Regions from separate parts of the Mus musculus genome. Here regions 1 and 3 are each linked to region 2. Evidence: chromatin contacts called from public Hi-C data. All regions are on one chromosome and are shown on one strand. The core of a region is the stretch at or near the end of the contact, and the rest is flanking DNA. Distances in the headings are between cores, read along the strand shown. Region 1 overlaps Irs1 (insulin receptor substrate 1). Region 2 has its middle 180 kb from the start of Mir6344. Region 3 has its middle 510 kb from the start of Mir6344.

The links. A called contact is a pair of places that touch in the nucleus more often than the background predicts.
Region 1: a contact with region 2 is called in a Hi-C map of liver, with 4 times the contacts expected there. The contact joins two enhancer-like sites. A contact is called at or near these places in 3 of 39 promoter capture datasets (the 3T3-L1 cell line and liver), 3 of 484 Hi-C or Micro-C datasets (all in liver) and 1 of 115 datasets of contacts at active chromatin or transcription factors (liver).
Region 3: a contact with region 2 is called in a Hi-C map of pancreatic cancer cells. The contact joins two enhancer-like sites. A contact is called at or near these places in 1 of 484 Hi-C or Micro-C datasets (pancreatic cancer cells) and 1 of 115 datasets of contacts at active chromatin or transcription factors (pancreatic cancer cells).

Annotation. Positions count from the first base shown.
Region 1 is chr1:82,234,028-82,237,910 of GRCm38.p6, forward strand. It overlaps Irs1 (insulin receptor substrate 1), which reads right to left. Exons shown (of 2, transcript NM_010570.4): 2 at 1-3,577. Among named protein-coding and RNA genes, the nearest start is that of Irs1, 55 kb to the right of the region's middle. Within about 2 kb of position 1,289, at least 24 of the 459 cell types and tissues checked have an H3K27ac peak or open chromatin away from gene starts, as enhancers often do. A contact at or near this core is called in liver, where this site is marked.
Region 2 is chr1:81,948,017-81,951,695 of GRCm38.p6, forward strand. No RefSeq gene overlaps it. Among named protein-coding and RNA genes, the nearest start is that of Mir6344, 180 kb to the right of the region's middle. Within about 2 kb of position 2,430, at least 40 of the 459 cell types and tissues checked have an H3K27ac peak or open chromatin away from gene starts, as enhancers often do. A contact at or near this core is called in liver and pancreatic cancer cells, where this site is marked.
Region 3 is chr1:81,622,582-81,626,320 of GRCm38.p6, forward strand. No RefSeq gene overlaps it. Among named protein-coding and RNA genes, the nearest start is that of Mir6344, 510 kb to the right of the region's middle. Within about 2 kb of position 1,735, at least 14 of the 459 cell types and tissues checked have an H3K27ac peak or open chromatin away from gene starts, as enhancers often do. A contact at or near this core is called in pancreatic cancer cells, where this site is marked.

The sequences.
Region 1 (3,883 bases), core at 39-2,538, 280 kb after region 2:
CTAACTATATGGAAGGCTGTCTTTACTCTCCATAGCTAAGAACCCCAGCCCAGCATGGAAGTCTTTTTGTTACTACTGACAAGGTTGTGCCTGCTCACACACCTGGAAGGACACCCTGCTTCTTTCAAGACTTTCAAGCAGCCAGAGCAGGTGAGGAGAGCATCACCTCCTGCTAACATCCACCTTGTCATGACAGCACTAGCCCCCCTGTCCTGTCACTACCAAGAAACTAGTTCTTACTTGGTTCCCCGAGTTGTCCTCCATATGCCTTCCAAAAAATCCTTTTCTCCCCAATGTCAGTTTCCTGGTATAGGACCTCTTTGTATGACTATCTCAGTTAGCGAGCTCAGCCAAGGCAGCATGAGGTAAATATGGGATCATTATCACCCCTAGCCACAGCACTTCACAACTGTACTATCTGTCATGGCTCTTACTGTCACCATGTGGTAAGCCATCTTCCCCTATCTTTAAGTCACCCATTTTAAAGGTATCCAAATACATGGTATATTGCTTTCAGGATGTTCCACTGTATCAAATAGGGTTTCCACACTATAAAATATTGTTTCCTATAGTACAGTAAGATTGTTTCTTAACACTTTGTCTCACATATAAATGAGAGCTAAAAGACAAATGCCAAGGAAAGACAGGATAAAGCTCTCTACTTCTGGCTTGATGATTCTTGAGTAGATCTACGTTTGTAGTTGGTAAGTTAGTCAAGAGTGTCCCTGACCTTTGAAAGTTAGCAAGAAATAGCCACACATGTAGCATCAGTACTGATTTGTCATTATTGATCCAGACGGTTGATCATTAATGGAGTCCCTTCATTTCCAGCTGGTTCTAGGGCTATGCTTTCGCCCAAAAGAAAGCTATCATCATAGCCAAGGGAGCATACCTGTTCTTTTCACAAAGAAGAATTTAAAAACCCTGTCTTAACAAGTCTTTAAAAAAGAATGCTGTGAAAGGTTGGTCTCATAAAGAAAAAAAGCCACTAACTTCCAGGTTAGCTAGAAGCCACTAGAAGCCCCATTAACATAAGCCCTTGGTTGGCCTGCAAATTCTTGGAAATAGATAAAGGCCAACCCCCTTTAATAGGAATTGAACACAAAAACTTAGCAGCTGATGTGCTTAAAGGAAACCCTTCAAGAAGCCAGCGCAAGAGATTTCAGCCTGGGTACCAGCAACTTCCAGTTCTAAGTCAGCCAAGTTTGATGCTTTCATCAACCCCAGCTCGGGTAAAGTCTAGAAGAAGCTGAACAAGAAAGGCTACCTTTACACTACTGACTCAATACAAAGCAAGGGAGATAGAAACCAGGAGACGATTGTCCAGTCTGTTTGTTCCTGTTCTCACCTCAAGTGTCAATAACCCCACATGCAGAGGTGCGTTAGTCATAAATATTCAAAGCCTAGGCCCCTTGAAAAACTCCAGCCAGCTTTACAGGCAAATGGTTGGGGCTGACATTGTTCACTGGTCTCTTTTTAGTAACTCAAATCCTTGAGGGCAGAGAGCAAGCGGCTTGCTTTCTTCTTACCTTAGCAAGAATTTGAGTCAGAATGCTTAAAAAAATTAAAAAGTCACTTTAACAATGAGAGTCTTTTCTCATACATTTGTAAAAAAACCAACTTTCACTTCCTATTTTCAAAGCCTTTCTAACTGACAACAAATGATGTCATTTGGCGAGTTCCTTGAAAACAATGAATTCTTATGACTAGAGACCTATTTATCTTAGAAATTGATGAGCATGCAAATGATTAAGATCTGCAACACTGAACATTGTACATCTGGTTGACTGAACACTAACCCGAACCTCAGCAGTTGGGGGTCTATTTATCTCTTTGAATAGAGCCAGGGGTCCCCAACCAGTTGATCAGGGCAACTGGGCAACTGCAGTGCCTCCCAACCCTTGCTCCTTCCTTGCAGCCCCACCCAGGAGGCTCAACCCTTCCCAGAAGTAGAGTGTTGCTCCTCCCTGCTGCAGGGCTGAGTTCACAGGGACTCAAAGGGAGCCTGATCATTGAATCTTCACTGTCATTTCAGGGAGTTTCAAGGCAAAGACAATTTACAGTTCCAGAGGAAACACCTTCAGGTATAGTCATTGCCATTTCTGCTGGATAAAGTAAAAAGTTCCAAGATCTATCGACCTTTCAAACAAGGAAAGGATTCACATTTTCACTCCTAACTAGATGTTTCAACAGCAGCTCACTAAGTTTTTATGTGCTCTCTGTAAACTGTGTTTTATTAGCTAACCACTAAAAGGCCAGCAAACACCAGGGCAAATGGGCCAATTGCATTCATTTCAAACACACATAACACGGAAAGTTCCCAGAACACACAAGGTAGGTGTCTTAGGGAACAAAACACAGAACCCTGGTCATGACTTAAAAAACAAAACAAAAAAAAAAAAAAATCTGGAATTTTAATTTCCAGTTAGCAAGAATGCACTTGTCTCTTGAGCCTTCTCGGAGGCAATGTATGAAATGAAACATGATATGTACACAGAAAAAAAGGATGAGGGTGGGTGGGGGTAAAAGCTTATAGAAGTGGGGGGAGGGTCCAACAGTGTCTAGTATTATGAACAGAAAGACATTTTCAGAATTTATAAACACCCACATTCTTCATTCCGAGGAGAGCTTTTGACTTGAAGGGATTGCTCATGTCTCCTTCTCTCTACAGTATTTACAATGGAAGTCTGTGGTTTCCTCTCTTTGTTATAGTTCGCTTCCATTCAACTTCCAATTCTAAGCCGACACTTGAAAACACCCCAGTAGAATACATCCTCCTTCTGTTTGGGAAAAAAAAAAACAAAACAAAAAAACAACATACAAAACTAAGCTTAATTCTTAAAAGGAACTCAGCTCAATATCAAGTTTATATTACAAGAGACAATATCAGCAAGTACAACTATACAGTCCAGAACCTTCTATGGCACTATGATTCTTATTATATTATTTTTCTGAATTAGAACCTGAAAACAAGGATCATCCCCTAGTCTACTCTTTTTAGCCTTGTTTTAAGCATTCATTCCACTCTTTAAAACAGAACATTGAACACCTCAGTTCCACATCAAAAAAAAAAAAAAAAAAATGTGCTGTAATGAAAGCTACATTTTCATTAAAAAAATTACATATATAAATCAAAACCTATGTTAAATATTTAATACTCTCTCCACCCAACATGAACAGTTCCATATGGAGTAATTTACAGAGGCGCATCATGGAACACGGTTTCAGAGTAGAGGAAACGTCGGTTGCAAATTTGATGAGAGTAAACCCATTCTCTTGGTGGTAGGAAGTGCACCAGCTCTTCGTGACCAGCTGTCCTTAAAGTTCAAGATGAAGTTTATGCACACTAATTGTTCCGGTGTCACAGTGCTTTCTTGTTGCTTGGCACAATGTAGAACGTGCAGTTCAGTCAATGAACTCCTGAGGATTGTACAAGGTAAACAAAACTGTAACGGATGCATCGTACCATCTACTGAAGAGGAAGACGTGAGGTCCTGGTTGTGAATTGTGAAATAGTTCGAGTCTGGGTACCCATGAGTTAAAAGGAGGATTTGCTGAGGTCATTTAGGTCTTCATTCTGGGAAGAAAATGGAAAAATAAGAATAAAATGTCACCATAGGCATCTGGAAATGTGGATTCAATCACAATACGGAGAGCTCACCCCTTTCAGGAGGAAGACTGAGCTAATGTTATAGGCACAAGCAGTACCTTCATAAAATCAACACACTATTTAACTTTTCTTTCAAAATGCAAGTGTTTATAGCAATCACAAACCAGACTCAGTCAATACTAAAACAGCAAACATCAATGTAACCCATGCACTTCAAGAGTTTTGGCAACAAATGAATACAAAATTCATTGGGGTTTTGATTGAAGCAAAAAT
Region 2 (3,679 bases), core at 1,180-3,679:
TAGATCAATACATCTCTCAGACTCATCAGTGTTTCTTCTTGTAGTAGATGGCAAATAACTCAGAGACTCACAACTAGTAAAGGTGGAGGGAATCAAAACCTGTAAAGGACTCAGCCCTGAAAGGGACACCTATGCCACACTTTCTGCTCCCAAGGGCTCAAGGATCATTGCAGAAGAGGAGGAGTGAAGATATCTAACAGGTCAGTACCACATACAATTTATGGCAGTTTTGAGAGCATGCATAAGACCTGCATAAGCTCAAGCCAGACAAAGTCCCTTTATGGAGGGGAAGGTTAGCATGAAGTTCTACCCATAGCTGATGAGCCATTGGCAACTAATAGCTTCTGTGAGAAGAAGAGTTCTCTTTAAGAGGGTGACACCCAGGAGATCAGTCACACTCAAGGGGTTGAGTACACACCCAAGAGTACTTAGGTAAACACAAAATGGGCTTGATAAATAAGAAAAAGAAGGTATGGGGAGAAAACAAAAAAGGTGTGGGGAGAAAACAAAGAAGGTGTGGGGAGAAAACAAAGTGGAGTAGATAGAAAAGTGTGGGTGGATCTAGGGGGAGTCCGGGTATCATTTCATGAGTATTTTTGGATAGACCACCAAAATATGACCTAATACGACTAAAATATGTTATATAAAAGCCTCAAGATAGATAAAAAATTACTAAGATAAATAACCTCCACCTGCCAGGACCATAATAAAATAAATTGCTGTCTGTTATAAATTGCCTGCTTTCTGATATTTTGTTATAGTTATATAAACATATACACTTGAGTTTTTAAAAAATGTAATTTTGCATCATTTTATTTTCTGTATTATCATCTTTTGTTAGACGTTCTGTGATTGATGCATACTTGATAGTATGGTCCTAGCATCATTTGTTCAATCATCCTCCTATTTGTTCAATCACTTGCCCATTGACATTTGGTTCAATTGTAACTTTCCATTACTGTAGGTAAATATTCAATAGGCAATCTTCATACATCACCAGCCTCTGCCTCTTTTCTGCAATTAATTTGTGAACATTAACAAAATTGGTCTTTGGAAAAAAAATACATATTTTAGGGCTCATGTCCCAAATTACCAAACTGTGCTTTTGAGAGAGTAGGCCAGTTTAATGCTATCAGCCACACGAAAGTTATCCATGTCTTGTATATATAGAAGCCACTGTTGTATTGATTTTTTGACATCTTAGGAGTTAATATGTTGTAGTGTTGTTAGCTGGCACAATTGAACACTATCATTTGGTGTTTCCTCCCAGTAATAAAGTCAAACAGTTATTACTTTGCATCTACCTGGTGCTTCCTCCACTTAGTGATCGTTTTCTCATTAGTACCAGCTTCATTCTGAATAATGATTAAACAACAATAAATTGAAATATTTATTTACCAATTAATCATTAAATAATAAGAACATTCCAAAGATATTCTCGTGGAGACTAAAGAAAATGTCCCCACACCTCAAACAATCAAAGCCAATCAGCTATGCAGAAGATACACCAACTATCCATTCCAATGGACCCTGTAGTCTGTGCTGAATTTCAGAAATCTGTTTTCAATATTTATATTGCACAATTCATGTTTTTGTTATCTTTTTGCTATTTCTAACCACTCATTTCTTTTTCTTTACCATCAAGAGGATTTGACCTCACCACCACACTCTTGCAGAACCAGCGTTGCGAAGTACGGCAGAGTACCACAGTCTATTTTCAGCATAGTTCACAGATGGTGACAGCTACTATAGGAGATTAAGCAGGCAAACATAGGTATTCAGTGAAGCAGAGGCAGCAAATGCATTGTCAGCAAGAGAACCATGGGAGCCTTTCCTATAGTTACCTTCTCCTTTCTCCCTAACAACCTACCAGTAGCACTTTGATTTCCCAGTGTGTTGCTGATTCTACTCAAGCTTTCTGCTGTTTCAGAGCAAACACTGGTTGCAGTCACATGTTGTCTCTACCTGAGCCCGGACTCACAACACCAGGCACAAAAGACAAAACAGTGTCTATAGCTACAGATCTTAACCCCAGCTCCAGACCCACTGTGCTATGATTCCTTTTCTGGGGTTTACAGTGAACACTACCATGTGTCTTTCTAGTGTCATGGGGTTTGCCAAGTGTCAGGGTACACATGTCAGGGATACTTGCACAGCAACGTGGCCTTACTAAATATCTGTAACTGCTGAGTCCTGATAAACGATGTCATCCCTCCACACCTCACATCAAACGGAAAGCCACAGGACTTCCAGATGTGGGTATGCTAGAGACAGAAGCTGCCTACCAGCTTCTGTGCTTCTTTTCTGGTGATAGCAGAAGAAATGTGTCATGCACATTCTCTTCTGGGCAAGGCATTCCTAGCCTACTCAAACTTGATTGATGTGGCAAGCTCTTGAAACTTGGTCATTTTTTCTGTCCTCTGGGACACATTTATTTACTGAAAGCTCCAAGCACTTGCCCTTTGTTACTTGATTACTCTGATACCATGATCTCTCTAATCCAGGGAACCAATGTGCTCCATTCTTCAGAGTGCCCCAGTTCAGTTCTCTCTGAACTATGACAAGAGTTGAGAAAACCAAATAGCCCTGAAAAAAAAAAGGATAAGAACAGATGCATACCATCATTTTTCTCATGAGTGAAAAATGTTTTGTATCCTATTTTCTGATAGAGATAAGTAAAATAAACACACTCACCAGATCAAGATCTCGATCACTTATGTGGAGGGTATTTTAATCTCCTTTAGTAGAGTAGCTGATACAGTCCAGTGACTACACCTGGGTTATTACTAGGCATCAAACTGCCTCAGGTGAACTCCACGTTTCACCCCTAAGTTCTTATGGTGAATTACTTAACTCTTCTGGACCAATTTCTATACATATCAAATGGAGACTGCTACTGTAGCTGAATAATGGCCAGATAGGAGTTAAACGTCCTTTAGGCAGGAGGGCAAAAGCCATGGAAGTTATTGAGTTAGTCAAGTAATGTACATGACCTCCCCTAGATGGGTGAATGACCTTTCAGTTGGGCTGAGAGAACACACAGAGGACATGTGTCCCCTGCCCTGCCCCCATTCCCCCCTGCTTCAACTTGCAATGTGTTAAAAAATGACCAATCTGAATAAATATTGCCTCAATCTCCACCAAATTCACTCAGCAAAATCTTTAACAGCCCTTCTGGTAGGACAATGTGATGCTATTCCTCCTTGGGAATCCTTCCCATGCTCCTGATTTCCTCTCTTATATTAATTTAATAAATTTATATCGATTCTGCTCTCTCCACACCCATGTTGCCTCATCCACTGGCTCAGGGTGGCTTCAGTGGCTTCTAATCAACTGAAATTCCATCTCTAGTTACACTCACTAAAAGTCAAAAGAAGCCCTGTCATTCTCAAAGAACCCAAACAAATAGGGCAACTATATGGATTAAAATGAGAAAATCCATACAGAGTCCTAATAACTAGTCCTGGGATACAGTAATTACCAAATAAACGCCAACCTTCATCCAGTTCAGAGTTACAGCACAGCTTAATTTAATAAGATTCTACAACTAGAGTTTTCTTTTCTATAAAGTGAATCTACCACACATGTAGTTTAGGGTGCAATCATGGAGAAATATGAGACAGGGTTAATTTTTACACCACCAGCATTGCTGTGAGTCACAGATTATTCATGCAGTTTA
Region 3 (3,739 bases), core at 485-2,984, 330 kb before region 2:
GGATTTCAACCTTGAATCACTTTAAAAATTTTATAAATGTTGGAAAACCATCTTATTTCCATTATTTCATATTATTTAACATATCACCATCTTGACTCCTTCATTTTGCCTTCATTGGAGCATAAGGAAGAAAGTAAAATTTATAGATATGGTATGCTATAATTAATGGGTACACAAACTTTAAGGTTTTTTTTTTTAATTTTTTTTAAATCTAGGTAAACTTTTTACCTAGTTTAAATTTGAAAATTTTGGGATGATTTATGAGTTGCAAAAAAAACAAAATCAAAAACAAAACAAAAAAGATAATTACCGTGGATCTTAATGTCATATAAGGAGACTCTCTTATAAACATCACCTGTCAATACGAAAGCTGATGGCCAATGAGCTAAGACAGGAAATAGGAGGTGGGATACTGGCAGGAAGAGAGGATTCTGGGAAATAGTAAGCGATAAAGAGAGGCTTAAAGAGAGCTTAAGGACTGAGAGATGGGAACGGAATGAGATGGGAGCCGAGATAGAAGACAGACATAAACTGCAGAGGGACTCAGAGAGACATTGAGAAGAGAAGAGGAGAAAGGTAGACTGAAGTGGCAGACATAGAATAGTTAAATGGGTTAAATAAGCTACGATCTAGTCAGGGAATGAGAAAAAGCTTATGTCCTAGGCATTAAATAATAACTAATTAGTCTCAGAGTCATCATTCTGGGAGCAGGACTGGGGAGGAAAAACAGATTTTAAAAATTATTTTAATAATATCATTATAATACTGATTAATTCTCAACATACCTTTTTGGAGGAGACATCTATATTTCAACCATAGCACATTGGGCAAAACATTGCTTCAAATTCCGTATATCTGCAATCCTCTGTGGCAAATATATTGGGTATTTTGAGCAAGTATTTGCTGAACTTGGCAGCGTAGTTGGCTGTAAGCGCTAATGTCCTAAGATAATGTTTAAGTTCTTGCATCTGAGTGCAGGCTACAAAAGAGTAGACATCCTTTAGCACTTTGGCTGCATTGTTTATTAGAATTTTTTATGTACATAGAAGGCAGTTTTCCTAGTGCTCACCAATATCATCATCACAGACACTCAGACACCAAGGGAAAACACTTTCACAGCACACACACACACACACACACACACACACACACACACACACACACTCATAGACATAAAGTCAAATTGCCATATCACTGAAAATAAATAGTTTTCAAGAGAATATTCCTTTAATAGATTTGTATAGGAAAAGAATGCCAAGAGTCAAATCAAAACCTTTATACAGGTTACATCTGAAGACTTAGGTGACTGTGTACCAGTAATAGCAAGGACTGCACAAGATCATGGCTTCACAGTGTAGTACTAAGGACAGGGAATTATTAAACATGATGTCTGAGTTTCATCATCTCTGTCACATAGCCTGTGTGCCCTATGTGAAACTTACTTAGCTTTTCTATGAGACAGTCTGTCCAGTTTTAGAAAGGAAAAGTGATAGTGCCTGCATCTAGATATGGAGGCTGGAGGCTGCATGTCTAAAAAGAGAAGCAGTAATAGTATTTAGGGGTGCCTGCTAATGACCTAAAGTCAATATACAAAACACAGGAGAATGGAATGTGGGGATTAGTGCATAGCATTCACTTATTCTATAATCATTAAAGAAGCAACAATGAGAGTAACTGCTGCCGTTCAGATATACACACGGCAAGGGTATGATTCAGCAAGGGTATGATTCAGCAAGGGACATAGTACAGAGAAGCACAGGAGACTTTGACTCACCTTTATGGATGGTTGAGTGTGTGGCATGTGTGCGGACGTGGCCAAGAGAAAGTGCCATCAGCAAGGTAGACAGAAAACATTGTTCCCCCTAAAAGTCCAAAGCATAGCTCCTGGGGAGATCTGGTTTGCAGTTTAGTAACTGGTGGCTAAAAGTCAGCAGTGTCAAATACCTTTGATCCAGTGTGTCTTAATATAAAAATGCATTTGTTCAGAATAACAAGAAAGTTTTCATTGAAAATGAACCCTTTCAACTAACATAAACCAAAGTGATCTATGCAGTACAGTTTTATTCAGCAATCAATAGGATTGGCATGCCACTTCAATACAAAGCTAAAGTACTCAGTTTCAAAACAGTTAACTGGCTCATATATCTTCATGTTATATATGCACATGTGTGTGAGCATACATACATAAACACACACACACACACACACACACACACACACATTAAAAGCCTCACTTTTACCTATAATGTAGCCATAGATATTTGTTATTCTTTCCTAAAATTCTCATTTCTTCTCACTCTCTACCTATGTATCTATGTATGTATGCATCTATATCTTTACTTACATAGATACATACCTACATACATACACAGTGAAAGAGGGAAGAGAGACAGAGATACAGAGATCTCCCTGCTAATGATCTAGAGTATATATACAAAATGCACTTAGATTGAAATATGTTAAGTCGTGCAGAATATTTATTATTCTACAATCACAAAAGTCAACAATGAGATTATAGATATTTATCTGTATAGATATATAGATGAGATGTAGATAGATTTATATTACCTATAGAGAGAAATAAAGATAGAGACAGAGATAATGGCAATACCTCCTTTCTAACTCCAGAATGTGTGATTTCCAATGAGTTCTCCATGGGAAGGTGTACTATTTTATTCATGACAGAAGATGTTTTTATTTTGACAAGTTCAGTTGTTCCACATAATTCACCCTTGGCTAATTATTCCATCTTTCAATGAATGGAAATTTGATGTTGAAAAGAGAGTTATGAGCTTCTCACATATAATTTTAAAATAATTTGAACCAGCTCAGAAATCAACTTGAATTATCCCTATAGTGTCTTCACATCTACCCTTACATATGTCAGTTTTCAAACACCAGCAATCTTTGCTTCAATGAACATAAATGTGTATATTTACTAGAATTCTGAAAAACATCAAGTTAAGCATTGTGATAACAAGCATTGTATCACATTATATGTTTTAAGGTGAATTATTAGCAACATAAGTGGGGCAATGCAGAGATGAAGGATTTCTATTATTTTCTCTTTTCTTTCCTTTTTTTTTTTTTTTTTTTTTTTTTTTTTTTTTACTTTTTTACTGAATATGTTTTTGCCAAGTTCTTTAGAGGAACTTTAATCCAGCAACATGGCTGCTCTGGCAAGGGATCACATCCAAACATATGATCAGCTAGAATGCAGTCATGCCCTGGATTACAATACAGACATAGTATTCTGTATTCCTGTAGTACATGCCTTTAATCCCTAACAGTGAAGGCAAAGTTAGTTTGTAAAATGAAGCAGCCATGTTTGAAAGTAATGTCTGATTGAGGGGCAGATAAAGGGACAAATCAAAGAAAGATCTGACAGAATGACTCATAGGTGGGATATGCCCAATTGTCAGGAGACCAGCACAGGAAGGAGAGGCAACTTGAAAGAGCAGTGCAGAGTGAATCAGTTTGATGCAGTGCAGTTGAGCTCAGTTCAGAGCAGTTCAGTTAGGAATTCAGAGGCAGTTTTTCCAAGAAAAACAATTCATTGAGAAGGCAAGAGAAGTCAGTTTGAATCAGTCAGCTTGGAGAGTTGTTTGAGCCAAAACAGCTGAGTTGAACCAGTCAGTCAGAGTTTACAGAGAACTAGAAAAGGTAAGCTTATTCAGCAATAAGCCTCTGAGATGAGAATTACATCCAGTGAATTATGTTTACAACAGATTTAGTTAAT